2 separate regions of the Mus musculus genome follow, and region 2 is linked to region 1. Evidence: chromatin contacts called from public Hi-C data. All regions are on one chromosome and are shown on one strand. Each heading gives the region's core, a stretch centred on a gene start, on an enhancer-like site or on the middle of the called end of the contact. The rest is flanking DNA. Distances are from core to core; before and after follow the strand shown.

Region 1 (6,316 bases), core at 394-2,893:
AATGGTTGGGAAGGACCAGGTCTGGGGCCAGAGCGATGGTTCAGTGTGTGAAGGTGCTTTTCCCTTGGTGACTGAAGTTCCGGACTGGAACCACATGGAGGAAGGAGAAAACTCACTCCTGAGAATTGTAGTTTGACTTCCGCATGCATGCACACGCAACATGTAATAAATATATATAAAAACAAACCAGGCCTGATCTGGTCTGATCTGTAGAGGAGGGTTATTCTAAATGTACAGTGTCTGGTTAGTTCTTACTGTCAAATTGACACAAACCTAGGGTCATCTGGGAAGCAGGAACCTCAACTAAAAAACTGCCTTGCTCAGACCCACCTGTGGCCATGTCTGAGAGGAATTGCCTGAAGGGCCTGTTGTGGGCAGTGCTGTCTCCAGGCAGGTGGGCCTGGGACGTATAAGAAAGCTAGCTGAGCGCAAGCCAGTGAGCCAGCCAGGAAGCAACATGTTTCTGAGTTCCTGTCCTGACTCTCTCAGTGATGGATTGTGATCGGGATGTGTAAGCCAAACAAACCTTTTCCTCGTAAGACTGCTTTTGCTAGAGTGTTTTTATCATAACAACGGAAAGCATACTAGCACATATAGGAAAAAGGATAATTTGCATTTCTCATTAGTAGTAAAGATGGATTTTGTGTCCATATCTCATATGTTAGCTCAAAACTGTTAGTTCTGGAGGCTGAGGTGATGGCTTAGTCAACAAATGATTTGCCTGGAAGTCCTAAGAACCTTATTTCAGAACCTCAGAACCCACATTAAAAACCTGGGCATAGCAGTGCACACCTGCAGTCCCAGGACTGCAAGATGGAGTGTGGAGACAGGTGGACCTCTGGATGCTTGCCCGTCAGCTAGCCCAGCCTACTTGGTGAAGTTCTAGGCCAATGAGGGAACCTGTCACAAATGAAAAACAGAAGGCAAGACAGCACCGAGAGTCTCTTTTGACACACACACATCTATGTACCTATGCACACATGTGTATACACACATGTACATGTACACACACACACACACACACACACACACACACACACACACACAGATACACACAGGAAAACAACAGAACTGCTTTGCTTTCCTTCTTCTGCCAGGCCCAGACTCTGAGTATGTGTGCAGGTGGGAGAGCATTTTGAGTGTGCTGTTTGTGGCTCAGAGTCTGAGCTGAACTCATGTATAATGGTCTGACCACACCCACACTGGCTGGCTCCTGTCAAGGTTATAAATCTAGCTGTGCACAGCACCAGAGGTCAGATTGAATCTAGGGGTAGGACTGGTGGCCTTAGTTTAAATCAAAATGTTTGGGACTGGCAAGATGGCTCACTGGTTAAGAGTACATACTATTCTTGAGGAACCTGAGTTCAGGTCTAAGCTCACAACTACCTACTCTAGCTCTAGGGAACCGATGATGTCTTCTGGCCTCCATGGGCACTTGCATTCATACATACACATGCGTATACACACACACACACACACACACACACACACACACACACACACACACACACCTAAAAAACTCTTTAAGAAAATCAGGGTACCTCAAAAGGCTGCCTTCTTGCTCCCTCTGTGGCTCCTCCTATCTGGGCTCAGCCCTGCATTCCATTCTGGGACTCAGGCCAGCACGGCTCCATGTTGGCCTGGCTGTCTCTGATGTTTCAGCTCTGCATCACTGCACCAGCACGCACACTCTGTTGGTCTGTGCTCTGTCCTGTTCAGTCCCAGCTTTGGCTCTGGTTCACAGCCTCCTTTGCAGAGCCACTATCTGTTTTACTAATTACATCCCACTGCTCCTATCCATCTCGAGTCTCAGCAGTGGGACTTGATTCATTTCCAAGCATGTGCTTCTTCATGAGGGCCAGGGCCATTGCTACTGGTGAAGGGGCAGTGCACATATATTCACAAGACACCTTCTGACTACGTATGGGAGATGAGCTGCCAGGGCCTGAACATCCAGTTCCCTGATTCAAAAGTTCAGGGTGGGCTGGGATTGTACTTCTGTAGTGCACATATGGGGTTCAATCACCAGCACCCCTCAAAAGGCTTAGAGAACCCATTTGTCTGAACAAGCAGGGTGACTCTGAAGTGGACGGCACAAATATACTGCTTCACAAGAAATGAGCATTTTCATCATAAAGAGGGCAGCCATGATGAAGGAGAGTCACCAGCCACCCAAACTACTCTTGTGTACACTGTATGCCATTTTGGGAACCCACTGCAAACTAAAGAGAGAAATTTAGGGATCCTGAGTTCATACTATCAAGACACCAAGTGATTTTAGTCCTTGGATTCTGTTGTGGATTTGGATTTTTTTTCTTTTTTTGAGGTGTCTTCAGAGTGGATACTGTGGCATGACTCAGCCCAGTGTGGCTCAGAATTTGCAGCCTTCCAGAACAGGCTGGGAAGTCTCTACATCCGTACTATACCCAACCAATTAAATAAAGATCTCAGGGAGAAAGTCTCACACATCAGGTGATCAAAAGCCTGTGTGAGATCAGGTCAAGTGATCCCACTTAGTCCATAAAATCCTCTACAAAGATAATCTGAATGATTACTAAATATATTCCAAATGGTAACAATTTAGAATGAACATCTCAATAAGGCACAATGAAGAAGTTCTTGTTCTAGATTTTAGTAGCAATTGATAATTTCTCTTTATCATTTGAGTTTTCTTCGTTCTCTTAGGAAAAGCTCCAAGGTCTCTCTCTCTCATTCCTCTTCCTAGTGTTGAAAAGTCCTGGGCCTTTTCTGAGATCGTGGCAGAGATACAGTCAAGCTCCACCTGGGAAGCAGAGGTCAGATGTGAGAAGCACAAACAGAATTTAAAGGAAGCATTTGGAGTTGAAAGGATCGGGAAAAGGCAATAATAGATTAAAAAAAAATCCAAGAGCCAGGAAGCAGATCAGAAACTCTTTTGGAAAGCACACAAAAGCAATTTAGCAATTTAAAAAGTTCTAAAATTAGAGTTTAATTATCCATGCTGTCACCCAGTTCTTTGATGTTCTAGAGAACCCAAGCAAAGCACACTCGTTTAAACTAACACCACTGAGCTGGCTAGATGGCTCAGAGGGTAAAGGTCCTTTGCCACCAAACTGGACTACCTGGGTTCAATCCTTGGGTCCCACTCCATGAAAGATCAGAACTGACTCTTGAATGTTGTCCTTTGAGCTCCACATGTGAGTGTAAGAGTAAGTGAATAAATGTAATCAAAATAAAAAATAAATAGATCTCTCTCTCTCTCTCTCTCTCTCTCTCTCTCTCTCTCTCTCTCTCTCACACACACACACACACCACTACCACTGCTACCACCAAAACCCTCCACAGAAACCCAAACTAATACTAAAATACCATTCTCTAAATTGGACAGAAAGTGGCTGGGTGTTGCAGACTCACCTCCAGTGATTGGAGCCAGACTTGAACACAACCTGAGACAAATCCAGAATTTCCACTGCCCATTACTCTTTGGAATATTTTTTTTAAATTCTGTGGACTGCCGTGGATAGCTAGATGAAACAGTGAGAGGTCTACAAAACCCATGTTAACAGCAACAGTTTTAAGGCCTTGTCTCCCCACACCCCCTGCTTGGTACTTTTAATTCGTTTTCTATTCCTGTTGTGTCTAGCTCTGCACTTCTGATTTGCAGGCTAACATACTTTTTCATAACCTTCTGGCTTCTCATTTTCTATTGATCCCCCATTGAGAAAGACAAAGATCTTAGCTCTCTCAAGTTTCTCTTTGACACTTTCCCAATATAGTTCCATAATTTCTAGTGAGATAAATATTCAATTTTTATCTTTTTTGTTTTGTTTTTTCCATTTTTTATTAGGTATTTAGCTCATTTACATTTCCAATGCTATACCAAAAGTCCCCCATACCCACCCACCCCCATCAATTTTTATCTTTATAGAACTATTTAGTTATTGTACAGTTAGCCAAGAAATAACCTGTGCTTCTAGTTCCTCTTGTTTGTATAGTTTATATTTCTTGGAGTTGATGATTGCTAGGGATGGTTCCCCCTTCTCTTCCTAAAACTCACTCAACCCAAATAGTTCATATTTAACCCAAACTTTCTCATAGCTCTAAAAGTCCCCTGGCAACATCTAGAACATTCCCCATACAACTCAGCAGTTTCACTTGCTCTCCTAGTGTTTCTCTCCACAGCCCTCAGATCAGCTGTGGTGTGGACTGATTGTTCTATAGGCCTTGGGACTTGATATCTTCATTAAAAAAATCTCTTTTCCTATCTCCCATGTTTTTTTTTTTTAATTAAAAAAAAAAAGATTTACTTATTTATTATATGTACGTACACTGTAGCTGTTTTCAGACACTCCAGAAGAGGGCATCAGATTTCTTTATGGATGGTTGTGAGCTGCCATGTGGTTGCTAGGATTGAACTCAGGACCTTTGGAAGAGCAGTTGGCACTCTTAACCACTGAGCCATCTCGCCAGCCCCCTATCTCCCATGTTGGATCTTTAGTTTATTTAGACTTAAAAAAATATGTGCACAAGTATTTTGCTTATGTATGTATGTGCATTATGGGTGTGCCTTCTGTTTGTAGAGTTCAGAAGAAGATGTTGGGTCTCCTGGAAGTAGAATTAAACATGGTTCATACGCCACCAAGTGGATGCCAGGAACAGAACTTGAGTCTTCTGAAAGAGCAACAAGTGCTCTTAACCACTGAGCCATTTTTCTCAGCCCCAAAGTTGGATCTTTGCTGTGGAATTTCATAGCTTAACTCAGTGGTTTCTTTGGGTGAAGTCTATCTTTCAGTCTGTCTTACAGTAAGGCTGCATATAGCTAAATTTTTGTGATCTTGCATATTGGGGGTTTGAAAAGAAGAGAAGGTGGGAATAGGTAGGGATGGAAGCTGGGCTGAGGTGGTGTACCTGGAGGTCTAGCGAGTTGGAGCTGGGAGAGGCAGGGGAATGCTGGACTATACAGAGAACCCCGATCAGTGGCCTATCAGAATTTACTTATAAAATACAACTAGAGTCAGGAAGCATTTCAAGATGGCGACAGCAGAAGATGAAGCTAAACACACAGGGTCCTTTGGGCTATGGCACCGTATGGGACTGCCCATTAAAACCATCTAGGAAGCCAGCCCTGGGCTGTGGCACCATGTGCGACTGCCCATTAAAACCATCTAGGAAGCTGACCCTGGTGAAAACAAAAATCACTAATATATGAAGTTATACTCTCCAAACGACTCTATCCTTTGAGAAGAAAATGAAGAGACTTTTAATTTCTTCCATACAGTAAAGTAAATTCCAGATGGCTTAAGGGTTTAAGCATAAAACAAATGGGAAAAACAACAGAGGAGCAGAGCTTCAGCCATGTGTATTACCCGTTGCTGGGGTGAAATCATCTTAACCAAGACAGTGGGCAGTGGGTTAGAAGGAAGGGGTGTTGTGCTTGCCTGCATAAACTTCACATTACACAGAATACATCTCATTAATGAGGCCAAGAGAGGAATATTAGACTTGGGAAAGCAAACAAAACTGATATAGTGTTTGTGTTGGAATAGTTTAAATACGTCTATAAATGAATACAATAAGTTTTAGAGACTTCCATTCTCCACATTTAACAGTGGATAGAACATTCAGAATGGTAATAAGGAAATGGTAGATTTGAGCAATATTATAGACCAAATGGATTTAACAAATTTATAGAGAATAGTCCACATAAAATCAACAGAATGGGGGTTGGTAAGATGGCTCAGTGGGTAAAGACATTTGCCTCCAAACCTAATGACCTGAGTTCTCTCTCTCTCTCTCTCTCTCTCTCTCTCTCTCTCTCTCTCTCTCTGTCACTTATACACACACACAAACAAATGTAATAAAGTCAGCAGAATGTAATTTTTCTCAAGTATACACAGAAGTACACAGAAGTGTACACATTCTCCAAGTTAGCTCATATGCCAAGCTACAAAATGAATCTTGATAAATTTAGGAAGACTTGAATCTTACGAATATTTTTGACCAAACTGGTATGAAATTAAAAACTACTGAAAAGTAGACAAGATTGGAAAATGAACAAATATGTGAAGATCATGTAACACACTCCCGAACAACCAATGGGGTGAGGGGAAAAAAAAATCAGAAAATCAGAGAACGGATAAAAGTGGAAACATGATGCACCAAATCGTACAAGGTATAGCAAATGAGTTCTAAGAGGGGCTAGGAGTGGTGGCACACACCTGACATCCCCACACTCAGGACATGGGAGCTACACACTTTGTGAATTCAAGGCTAGCCTGGCCTTCATAGAGAGTTTCAGGCCAGTCAGAGTGACATAGAAAAGAAAAAGAAAAAAGTT
Region 2 (6,444 bases), core at 3,837-6,336, 110 kb after region 1:
GCTCTTTCAACATTCATCCATCTCAAGCCTCAGTTTCAGGCATCTTGTGTCTCTGATCTCCATTGACCCCGAGTCTTGTCCAGATTAGTTACACCTGCTGGAGGCAAGGCTCCCAAGGAGGTTGCCTAATTCACCATGGATGAAAGCTGCTTTTCCTGCTTGGCCTTCATGCACCTTTGATCTATCTTTGCTTTCTTTTCTTCAAGTACTTTATGCTTCTTCCCTTTTCCTTCAGTTTCCATGGAGATTGCCATATGCTGGCACATGTACAACATGTACCTGTACCAACCCCTTCTTAGGCAGAATTGGAAGCTCCTGTGACTCACTGAGTAATGCCCAGCACACAGCAGGTGCCTAGTAAATGCCAGTCCTCATGACCCATTTCTGTTCCCACCTGCTCCAGTTGATTGCGAAACTTCCCAGAAAAATATGGGACATTTTTACATTATTACTAAGTTTCTAAATCTGATCAGTGTGTGGGGCCAGCAGCTGGGTTTCCATGCCTGCATACCAATGAGGCCTCGCCTGGAGCAGAATAGCATGTGCCCATAAACCATGACCTCTATTATCCAGGGAGTCAGGCAGCAATGGCAGCTGCCCCTATACACATCCTTCCATCCCCATTGTGGGGATGGCAGAGGCAGGCAACACGAAGTGCTAGCAAATACTTTCTATAGTGTTGTGCATGGAACATACTTGTTCTATTCTTTCCAGCTGGGATGGGCTTTTTTTTTTCCAATTAAAAATTAAAATAGCTGCTGAATTTATATTCATTTCCTGAACCCACGATTCACGCTCCATTTCTCACAGCAGCCGGCACTATCTCCAAGCTCATCTTCTTACATCAACTTTTGGAAACAGCAGCTTAAAAATCAGCACGGTTAAAAATGGCTCCCTTATGCCAGAGAACAGGAGAATCAGGTTGAGGAGAGCAGGAGGAGGCCATGTAGCTCCATCGCTTTCCTAGGGAACAGAGACCAAAGACCGTCTCCACTACTACCCTGTGCTTTCTCTGGCTCAGCTTTAGGGTGGGGGCACAGTTGTTTCAGTTTGCATTTTAGAATCATCTTTATAAGTAGCTACGTTTTGTATCTTCCTATTGTACATTTTGTAATCCCTCCTATTGTGTGTGTATGTGTGTGTGTGTGTAGGTCGGAGGGTGATACTGGATGCTTTCCTTAGTTGCTCTCCACCTTGGTTTTGAGACAAGGTCTCATCCATCCAGAGATTGCTTAGCTAGCCTGACTAGCCAGTGAACCTTTGGGATCTGCCGTTTGGTCCCTAGAACCCGGAGGTCACAGATACATGCTGCAGGATGCTGGGGATCTGAACGCAGCCCCCCATGCTTGCAGAGCAAGCACTTTATTTATTGAGCCATCTCCCCACCCCATTCCCATCCAAATTCTTAGTTCTGTTCTGTGAACCCATGTGGATTAAGTCTTTCACAACACAGTTCTTTGAAGATGCCTCTATTGCTCTCTGGAAAGTTGAGTTGTGTTATCCAAAAAGGTTTATTGAAATCTTTACTTCCAGGACCTTAGGGTGTGCTATCTCTTGTGAGGCTATGCCAGTGCCCGGCAAATACAGAAGTGGATGCTCACAGTCATCTACTGGATGGAACACAGGGCCCCTAAGAAGGAGCTAGAGAAAGTACCCAAGGAGCTAAAGGGGTCTGCAACCCTATAGGTAGAACAACAATATGAACTAACAGTATCTCTCAGAGCTTGTGTCTCTAGTTGCATATGTAGCAGAGGATGGCCTAGTCGGCCATCAATGGGAGGAGAGGTCCTTGGTCTTTTGAAGATTATATGCCCCAGTACAGGGGAATGCCAGGGCCAGGAAGCAGGGGTGGGTGGGTTGGGGAGCAGGGCGGGGGGAGGGTATAGGGGGCTTTCGGAGAGGAAACTAGGAAAGGGGGTAGCATTTGAAACATGAATGAAGAAAATATCTAATAAAAAATGAAATAGATTAAAAAGAAAAGAAAAGAAAAGAAATCTTAACTTCCAGGACCTTAGGGTGTGCCCTTGTTGGAAAATCAGCTCTTTACAAACACACTGAGTTTACATGGGGCCACGCTAATGTAGGCTTGGCTCTTAGTCAAATATGTCTGGTTGTCCTTCTAATGAGACACACAGACACACAGAAGGAGCAGGCAGAAATCAGTGGTGCTCACAACGCAAGGAATGCTTGTGACCACCAGAAGCAAGAGAACCAAGGAATGACCTTCCCCTGGAGTCTGGGGAGGGGGCACAGCTCCATGAACAACGGTTTTATTTCTGACTTCCAGAAGTGTGAGAGGACACATTTCTCTTGTTTTAAACAAGCTAGCGTGTAACACTTAATAATGCCCCCCCCACCGACTAATACATCTTCAGCCTTCTCTAGGCACCTTCCTTCCTTCCTTCCTTCTTCCTTCCTTCCTTCCTTCCTTCCTTCCTTCCTTCCTTCCTCCCTCCCTCCCTCCCTCCCCCCTCCCTCTTTCTTTCTTTCTTTCTTTCTTTCTTTCTTTCTTTCTTTCTTTCTTTCTTTCTTTCTTTTTGGTTTTTTGAGACAGTGTTTCTCTGTGTAGCTCACTGTCCTTGCTATCCTGGAACTCACTTTGTAGACCAGGCTGGCCTTGAACTCAGAAATCCACCTGCCTCTGCCTCCCAAGTGTTGGGATTAAAGATGTGTGCCACCACTGCCCGGCTTCTGGGCATATTTCAAACCCCAGCACATGGTCGTGGTGATTCTCAAGTCAGCATATTTTGTATGGCTTAATTTCTTTCCTCTGCTGTAGGTTCTGTGCCTCAGTATCCAGATCTTTCTCAGCAGCTTCAAGCTCCCACTGAGTTGATGGGCAGTTTCCCAAGAGCACTGTTGCCAAACCCGCACCTCTCATTGTCTGGCACGATGGTTCTAGTACCATGTCTCAATACAATGGCCACTTTTCTCTGGCCTCTTCAGATACTTTGAATTCTAAATTCTTCACATGTTATCCACTTCTCTCCAAACTTTGAATGTTTCATTAACTTGTTCATCACGGGCTGCAGACAGAGAACCCTGACCTGTTGTCAGACATTCTCCGTGGACTTGCCGTATACAACTCCTCGCTGTAGACACAGACACTGAGTTCCTGGAATTTGTTGAGCATCAGTCCAGACTCTTAGGGTTTGGAGATGAATAAAGAGAAGCATTGTCTTCATGGAGAAACCAAAAGAAAAAAAAAATTTCACACGAGTCATCCCCTGGGATATTTGTAGATTGACCTGTGGGTACCAGCTTCCTGTAGATCTTCCATCTGATTATGTAAGCTTGTTATTAACTTTCAGAAGCCTGCTGAATAGTCCCTGACTTAATAGTTAATATAAGGTTGCCCTTTCCAGCAAGGACTGTGGATTCTCCTTGTTCTTGCCTCTTACTGGTGTCTGTGGCATTTAGTCACTTTTCTTTACTTTTGAGCTAATGAAGTTCAACGTAACTTAAGGTTTGGATGGTGGGTGAGAGACCAATGGGAGACAGCTCTAAGCAGATGGGTTGAGTCAAGAATTGGGAAGGAGGGGCTGGTGAGAGGGCTCAGTGAGCCAAGGCACGTGCTGCTAAGTCTGATGACCCGAGTTCAACCTCCAGGACCCACATGGTAGAACCATTTCATGCACATTATCCTCTGGCCTCCACACACACCATGACACGGATATGCTTCCTCTAAGCAAGCAAACAAACAAGTAAAGATAAATATATATTTAAAAAAAAAAGAATTGGAAAGGAGGGAAATGACCTGACATTGGACCTTGAGACCTTGAAACAAGATCAGCCATGGGTGTGTGCAATGGAGAAAATGAAGATGGGAAGAAAAGACAAAGCTTGCTCATTAAGGAAGAGTAAGGAGTGAGGCTGCAGGAGAGAAGCCTGGAGGAGCTAAGACTTGCATTCATATACCTGTGCATTTAGATGTGCCTCTTTCCTCCGTCTCTTCAAGGGCTAGCAAGATTGGCTCTAAGGGACCTAGAGGGGCTGAGATGAGGCCATTGGGCTGCAGCGTGTCCAGCCCTTCAGTGGACATGGCTGTTGTAACCTGTGACACAGATCTGTTTTCATGGCAGCTGTACTTCTGTTTGTCACTCTCATGTACTATCCTGTTTCCAACTGCTATAGTTTGAATATGAAGTGTCCCCATAGGCTCCTGCATTTGGACATCTGTAATCTAGATCTATAGATGATTTAAAACTATCAGCAGTGTGTGTGTGTGTGTGTGTGTGTGTGTGTGTGTGTGTGTGTGTGTATGTAGATTCCTTCCTATGGAATAAAGTATAAAGTGCTCATAAAATATAGACTAGGTATTCAGATGGGCTGATCCTCATTATCATCCCCCTCTGACTCTGGGCCAGCATCAAGGCCTATCCTAGCAACAAGACTCCTGGGTGTGATGGAGGAAGTAAGGTGGTGGTCATGCCGCGATTATCCTGCCACTTGCCACGTGTTTCCTAAGCATTTTCCTCTCTTCTCTCTATTCCAAGTCTCACTCCTGTCCCTTCATTATTTAGACTGGACTGTCAACAGCATTCTTCAGCCTTGGTCTTGCTTCATTTCTCATAGATCATGTCACTGTGACCTTACTAAAATATACATATAACATTGCCTGTCTAAAATCTTTCAGAAGCTCTCCATCTTTTTTTTTTTTTTAAAGAAACAATTGCACTTCCCTTGCTCACCCACTACAGCTCATTGTGGACCTTCCAGATCTGCCTCTCTACCTCTCGTGTGCCTTTTGTATTCCATCACGCCGTAGCCTGAGGTTCTGTTGCTCAAATCCATAATTCCTTTCCCTCCATGGATGCCAGGGAAGCCCTTACTCCTGTTCCAAGCACATTGTGGGTATCACCTTCGCAGGAAGCCCGCTTTGGCAGCAACCTCTGCTTCTGCCTCAGAGTGAATCGCTTTCTCTTCTGCATTTACAGGATTCTATTGTTCTACTTACCATGCTGTACTAGAATCTCTTTTTAAACATTTCTTTCTCTCTTGCTAATTTGCATGCACAGGCAGAACGGGAACTATTTGTTATGCGTGTTCCCATCTCTAGCGTTCGCCAGCCGAGCTTCGCCTTTATCGAGTGAGTGAATGGATAAGGAAACGACGGAGATGAACGAACCCACTACGCACTGGGCACTGTGCTAAATGCTCTCCACGGACGCATCCCATTTAGTTCTCATACCTGGAGGATCAGGAAGAGGGGGCAGAGGGAAGATCAAACACCTTTCTTAAACAGGGTCTTATAACAACACAGTGGGACTGAGATCTGGGGACTGGGATGTGGGCCCGGGTTTGTCTAATTCTGGAGCCCTTGCTGTTTGCACTGAGTTAACAGAAGGAAGAAACAGCAGAGACAGATTCTAGCTAAATAAAAACATCATTCTTAAAAGGACCAGTGCTGTCCAAAAAGGAAATGGGTTACCCCAGAGTTCCTCGTCATCAGAGTAGGAACAGCCAATGCATGGGAGAAACACCCAGAGGGATGATACATGTAATTTTCTAAAAGTGAAGAACAACCATTTGCATGCTAATAGGAAATGAATGTATGTCAGAGATTTCATTCTTATTCAGTGCTAATCAAAGAGAGGAAGGAAATTCTTAAGACGTCGGAAGCTCAAGTGACTGGTAATTCTCATGGTGCCCTTCTCCAAGGTCGTATAAACAGTAAACAACTTCTAGGGGTAGGCTCTTTGGTAGAGCTGTCTACGAGTTGGCCAGGGAGTTCCGGGAAGCAGCTCTCACAATATTTTATTCAGGCTGGGTTGGGGCTTTTTGTGCAGCAGATGCCTGGAAGTTATACCCAGTACACACTGGCTCACAGAGCCAGACTTGGGTGGAATTGGTTTGTCAACAGTGCCTTATCTGGGAGAATAGATAGTTATTCATATTCACCTCAGGAGAAATCAGTAGAGCGTATTAGTCAGTTAGTGAGAAAGCCAGTAAGCTGTTAAAATCAGCACATAGAACATTTAATAATTAGACTTTTTTTTTTTTATTTGAGGGGGCTGGGGATGCTAGGAGATATTGCTGGGCTAAATGCAAAATGGATTAATGGCCACCAGTCCCTTAGATATAACTTATGGGTTGTCATATTTGCCAGATAAGATCACTTCTATCTCTTGTGGGTAATGTAAAATGTAAAAGGTTTGAATGATTCTTGTCAGAGCTGTTCTCTTGCCTCAGAGCTAGAACCAGCTGCTTCAGGACATGGCTGGAGGCTGGGATAGAGGAAGGCCACTGTCACAGAGAATCCTCCCATGTTCTTTGTCATTACAAGGGGGCACTCTCCTTCTATCCTGATGGTGTAGAAAAAGGTAGGGGAGAAGGCCTGGGTCAGAGTTGGGGTTACAACAACTGAGTTAGAATGTACCAGGGGTGAGAGGGCAGCTTTAGAGTCTCATAATAAACACAACCCGTTACTGAGGTTCTGTAGAG

The links. A called contact is a pair of places that touch in the nucleus more often than the background predicts.
Region 2: a Hi-C map of cortical neurons shows a contact between it and region 1, with 2.1 times the contacts expected there. The contact joins two enhancer-like sites. A contact is called at or near these places in 1 of 15 datasets of contacts at CTCF or cohesin (stem cell-derived epiblast-like cells), 46 of 484 Hi-C or Micro-C datasets (B cells, the G1E-ER4 cell line, the HL-1 cell line and 13 more) and 3 of 115 datasets of contacts at active chromatin or transcription factors (all in embryonic stem cells).

Annotation. Positions count from the first base shown.
Region 1 is chr7:111,190,223-111,196,538 of GRCm38.p6, forward strand. No RefSeq gene overlaps it. Among named protein-coding and RNA genes, the nearest start is that of Gm33098, 17 kb to the right of the region's middle. Within about 2 kb of position 1,644, at least 35 of the 459 cell types and tissues checked have an H3K27ac peak or open chromatin away from gene starts, as enhancers often do. A contact at or near this core is called in cortical neurons, where this site is marked.
Region 2 is chr7:111,296,890-111,303,333 of GRCm38.p6, forward strand. No RefSeq gene overlaps it. Among named protein-coding and RNA genes, the nearest start is that of Gm33145, 14 kb to the left of the region's middle. Within about 2 kb of position 5,087, at least 27 of the 459 cell types and tissues checked have an H3K27ac peak or open chromatin away from gene starts, as enhancers often do. A contact at or near this core is called in cortical neurons, where this site is marked.